Linked DNA regions of Sus scrofa: region 1 is linked to region 2. Evidence: chromatin contacts called from public HiChIP or PLAC-seq data. All regions are on one chromosome and are shown on one strand. Each heading gives the region's core, a stretch centred on a gene start, on an enhancer-like site or on the middle of the called end of the contact. The rest is flanking DNA. Distances are from core to core; before and after follow the strand shown.

Region 1 (2,700 bases), core at 118-2,617, 48 kb before region 2:
TGGAAAGCTCACCAGCAGGTAGGTACCTGCTGCCTCCGGGGCTGATGCCTTGTACCGAACACTTGACTGTATCCGCTTATTTAATCCTACAGCAAGCCCATAAGGCAGATAGTGGAAGCATCATCTTCATCCTCCAGGCAATGAAGAATAAGAGTAGGTGGTTTCCCAGTCAGCTGGAGGTCACCCATAGTCCATCTGACTGTGTCTCTTGATTGCTCTATATCACAGCTGCCTCTGCTCATCAAGCAAGGGGTGACAGTCAGTCCAGTTACCCAACACTGCTGGGCCTGAGGGTCTGTGGTTTGGCCGAAGGCACCCCACTTCCACATCCCAGCATATATTAGTCAACAGACCTGCCCTCTCTGCAAAAGCAGCTGCATGTTACATGACCCTCAAGCAAGTGAGGTTAACTTCCAAAGAATTTCATCCCTGTAAAAACAAATCAAAGTCAAGAATATCCTCATGGAGAATCCACTGTGGCTCAGAGGTTGGCGAACCTGAATGGCATCCATAAAAGGACGTGGGTTCAATCCCTGGCCTCGTTCAATGGGTTAAGGATCCAGCATTACTGTGAGCTGTGGTATAGGTGTCAGACATGGCTGGGATCACCCGTTGCTGTGGCTCTGGGGTAGGCCGGCGTCTACAGCTCTGATTGGACCCCTAGCCTGGGAACCTCCATATGCCGAGAGTTCGGCCCTAAAAAGACCAAGAAAAAAAAAATAATAATAATAAAAATAAAACAGCTTAAAAAAAAAAAAAAAAAAAAAAGAATATCCTCACAGCACCTGGCCATCTATGACTTGGCTCACATCACAGGTGAAATTAGCAGCACACTTCCCTGCTGCTGCCATTGGGAGAGAGGTCAAGGGGAGAGTAGAGCAAATTGTTATTTATGCTTCCCAAGCAATAAATGGCCCTGGGGGCCACGGCTTAACTGGTTTCATGCCAAGAAAAATGCTTGCCAATGCCAACTGATACAAGCCTCATGAAATTACAAATTCACAGTAGCACACACCCTTCAGACAGAAGAGGTCCCCTCTCCATCACCGCAAGATTCTCCTATAAAGGATCATTTGGGGGAAGAGCGAAATTTTACCCAGTGACAAAGAAAAAGGGATAACCTAGTTATTTCTCAATACTAGTCAATCTGCAGCAAATCTTATCCTGTCCTAGGTACATCTTTCTTGAAATGCTGATTATACTGGTTCCAAAATACTAATATCAGAAAGTATGTTTGCTCCTGGTCCCAAAGCAGAAGCTACTTTCCATTCAGAGTGAAGGTGCCTGTTTCACTGTGTGATCTGTGTCAGTGGGGAAGCACAAGCAGGATTACTTTTCCATCTGACCAGCTCAGGCAGCTGGTGAGAACAGTGCTCGTGTCATCAGCCAGACTGAGCTGTCTGGAGCCTGGCCAGGGCTGTGCACTGAGGCAGCTCTTATAAGCCTTAATCCTCCTTCATGCAGCTTGTACACTCGAAACCAAGCAGCAGACACATTAAATTAGGGGCAGTGAAAATTTTGTACCACATTTTCCCTATGAGAGCTGCCAGCAGCTGGAGATAAAGTAAAAAGTTCCATTGTTATGTAAGGCTTACATCACGGTGTTGATGGTTACATCTGGGCAGATGGGCTTGTGAATTTAAAATGTTCCTGAAGAGTTCCCATTGTGTTGCAGCGGAAACTAATCCGACTAGGAACCATAAGGTTGCAGGTTCGATCCCTGGCCTGGCTCAGTGGGTTAAGGATCTGGTGTTGTCGTGAGCTGTGGTAAAGGTTGCAGACATGGCTCAGATCCTAGGTCGGGAGCTATAGTTCCAAATCGACCCCTAGCCTGGGAACCTCCATATGACTTGGGTGCCGCCCTTAAAAAAAAGTTCCTGAGATGGGTACGCAGTCAAAAAGAAAACAAAACTTTGATGTGGACAAGATCAAAACTGCTAAAACATATCAGCAGAGGGAGGCTAATTTTTTCTATAAAGGGTCGGAGAATATTTATAGTCAGCTGTGCAAGACATGTAGTCTTTACAATACTTCATTCTATATAAGACTGCATTCAGCAACAGCACTGCAGCTTACTGAATCACAGAATGCAAAATTAGATAAAATTAGGTCAAGTGGGTACATGAAACCATAAAATGAAGTGGGATATGGTGGTGGGTCTGTGGATGACTATACCCACTTACATTTAAAAGCCAACCAGAGTGTCTGTTGTGGCTCAGTAGGTAACAAACCCGACTGGTATCCATGAGGATGCAGATTCGATCCCTGGCCTTGCTCAGTGGGTTAAGGATCTGGCATTGCTGTGGCTGTGTCATAGGCTGGCAGCTGTAGCTCCGATTTGACCCCTAGCCTGGAAACCTCCATATGCCACAGGTGCAGCTCTAGAGAGACAAAATACATACATACCTACCAACCAACTGGGAATTTCTGTTATGGCTCAGCAGTTAATGAACCTGACCACTATCCTTGAAGACTCAGGTTTGATCTCTGGCCTCATTCAGGGGGGTTAAGGATCAAGCACTGCTGTGAGCTGTGTGTGGTGTAGGTTGCAGAGGCAGCCCAGATTCAGCACTGCTGTGGCTGTGGTGTAGGCCGACAGCTACAGCTCTGATTTGACCCCTAGCCTGAGAACCTGCATGTACCTCAAGTGCGTCCCTAAAAAGACCAAAAAAAACCAAAAAATGAAAAACCCAAAAAACA
Region 2 (2,700 bases), core at 181-2,680:
GGAGGTCAGCCCTCAGCAAAAGCACATGACTCATCCATGGGCCTGAATAGAAATATTTACAGTGTCCACTACACCCAAATGGGATTTCCCATCTTGAACCAAGGCCGGGCCTCGGGGGTATCTGACTCCGGTAAAGTTGGGCTATTTCCGTTTGGGGGGGGTGTCATTCCGTTTCGCTGAATCACAACTCCCCCCACATCCCCACCCCAAACCATCACAACGCACAAGACTGCAACAAACGAGGCCGTGGCAAGGACACCAGGGAGCACCGACCAAGCAAAACAAAGCGCCCAGTGAGGGGCTGCCAGATCAAGAGTGGATGGGTAAAGCGGGCCAGGCTCGCCCCTCAGAGCACAGCTTCCGCCCCCAAAGGGCCCGTCTCCGGCCAGGTGTGCAGAGGCAGCCTCCTCCCTCCACCTGGGGACCAGCCCGGTTCTCCGCAGAGCTCTGGGGACAGCCCGGAAGGTGAGGAAATGAGGGCGGGGGCGCGCTGCCCCGGCTGAGACAGGAGGACTCAGACTCCAGAGAGAGCGCGGGCCGGCCCCACATGAGCGCAGAGGCCGCCCCGGGAACCGCGACTGGGGACAGCGGTGGCTGCGACCATCACGCCAGGCCCGGACTTACCGGGGCCAGGCTCGCCGCGGGCTCCGCGGCGGCCGCTTCCTCCTCCTCCTCCTCCTCACTTGACAAAATGGCGGCGACAGGAAGTGCCGGGCGCCTCGGCCCGCCCCCCGCCCGCCCCCGGCCGCCCGCCCCGCCGCGGAGCTCGCGCCCCCCACCCGCGCCCCTGCCCTGTCGACCGGCGAGAGCCAGGGGGCGGCGGCGCCAACGGCGAGGCGCCCGCGAGCCAACAAGCCGCCCCGACGCCAACGGCGCAGGCGGCCCTGGCCCGGCGAGAGCGGCGCGGGGACGCGGGAGGCCCGCAGGCCCAAGCCCGCGTCGCCCCGGCCTCCCCGCCCCCGCGCCGCGCCGATGGCGTATGTACTGGCGCACCGGCCCCATTACGCAATGCAGGTTACGCGGGCTGCGCCGCAGACCCCGCCAGCTGCCCCTCGCCGCCTGACGCCCCGAAGGGCACCAGTCCTCACCTGAGACACTAGGCCGCACGCCGCCCCCACCGGCCGTCCGCCGCCGCTGCCGCCCCCTCCTCTTCGGACTGACTGCGCGGGGCCAGGGCCCTTCCGTCGAGCCCGCCGCTCCGCTGTGTTCACAGGCCCCGCTCGCCCGCGGGCACTGCCGGCAGCCGCCGCCGCCGCCGCCGCCGCAGCCACCGCTTCGGTTCGTCGGCTTCGGGAGAGCAGAACAAACAGCCCTGCTGCCGCCGCCGCCGCCGCCGCCGCCGCCGCCGCCGCCAGCGCACTGACGTCACCGCGCACGCTGCGCGCGCGACCACGCGCTGCCGCCGCCCGGCGTGCGCGCCCCAAGACCATGCCCGGCGCGAGCTATCTTAAGCTAACAGAGAGCCGGGAGGTGAGTGGGGGAAACCCGTGCTTGCGGCCGACACGGAGGTGGGAATCCCCATGGACCAAGGGTGGAGGCTGAGGAGAAATCATGCAGACCCGAGGGAGGAGACTCCTTAATCGGAGGGAAGAAATCCCGCACACCGAAGGAGACATCTCAGACCGAGGGAAGGGACTCCACAGACCGAGTGAGGACCCCGAAGATTGAGAGGGAGAGCACCCCGAAGACCGAGGGAGGGGACCCCGAAGATCGAGGGACAGGACTGAGGCGAGACTGAAAGTTGGGCCTGAGGAAAGAGACCTGAAGGCAGAGGGAAACGTCCAAAAATTTATGAAGGGTCTGATTATAGACGCTCAAAGAAAGGGAGGACGGCGAATAGACAGAAACCGGTGGCAGAGGCGGAGGCAAGACACCTGTCTGAAGGAGGCTGCGCTGGTGCGGAGGCTGAAGGGTGTTGAAGGAAGCTGGAGGGGGGTGGTGCTGGAACGTTGAGAGAGCTGCGATGGGCCCTGGGGTGAAAGAAATGAAATGAGAGGAGGCTGTGAGCAAGACTGATGCGGCATCTTTCTTGGCCGGCTGGCGAGCCACTGAGCTCTAAAGGCTAGAATGTGTTTGCATTCTGGGCCTAGAGTCCTCTCCCTCTAGTTGTCCTCCAGCTGACTTCCTTATCCTTAAGACTCAAGCCACAAGTCAGTTCCAGAAAACAAAGAGATTAGACTTAGGTTGCTTACAGTTCAAAATGACAATCCTGTTAAAGTTTTCAAATGGGAAGCCATAACCTCCTTTCCCCTTTTGCCCTTATCTTCACTCTTTTAGCATTTCAAGCCTCGTTTTTTAAAAATAGCAAACTCGGAGTTCTTGTTGTGGCTCAGGGGTAAGGAAGCTGACTAGTATCCATGAGGATGCTGATTCCATCCCTGGCCCCACTCAGTGGGTTAAGGATCCAGTTGTTGCCATGAGCTGTGGAGTAGGTTGAGGATGTGGCTCAGATATGGTATTGCTGTGGCTGTGGTGTAGGCAGGCAGCTGCAGCTCACATTCGACTCCTAGCCTGGGAACCTCCATATGTAGCAGGTGCAGTCCTAAAAAAAAAGACAAAAAAATACAAATAGTAAATTTGAGGAGTTCCCTTGTGGCACAGCAGGTTAAGGATCCGGCATTGTCACTACTGTGGCTCCAATCTCTGCTGTGGCAAGGGTTCAGTCCCTGGCCGGAGAACGTCCACATGCTGCAAGTGCAG

Evidence for each region. HiChIP or PLAC-seq counts read pairs in DNA pulled down with a chosen protein or histone mark.
Region 1: a contact with region 2 is called in an H3K27ac HiChIP or PLAC-seq map of alveolar macrophages. The contact joins the enhancer-like site here to the promoter of LOC110259619 in region 2. A contact is called at or near these places in 8 of 47 Hi-C or Micro-C datasets (embryonic fibroblasts, fetal liver, fetal skeletal muscle and 2 more) and 2 of 2 datasets of contacts at active chromatin or transcription factors (alveolar macrophages and skeletal muscle).

The regions. Positions count from the first base shown.
Region 1 is chr2:62,297,653-62,300,352 of Sscrofa11.1, reverse strand. It overlaps a transcript of BRD4 not described here. Among named protein-coding and RNA genes, the nearest start is that of BRD4, 8.8 kb to the left of the region's middle. Within about 2 kb of position 1,367, at least 13 of the 83 cell types and tissues checked have an H3K27ac peak or open chromatin away from gene starts, as enhancers often do. A contact at or near this core is called in alveolar macrophages, fetal skeletal muscle and skeletal muscle, where this site is marked.
Region 2 is chr2:62,249,625-62,252,324 of Sscrofa11.1, reverse strand. LOC110259619 (alanine and glycine-rich protein-like) reads right to left here and starts at 1,430. Exons shown (of 1, transcript XM_021085099.1): 1 at 1,002-1,430. The coding sequence starts at 1,430. The coding sequence ends at 1,002. It also overlaps a transcript of BRD4 not described here.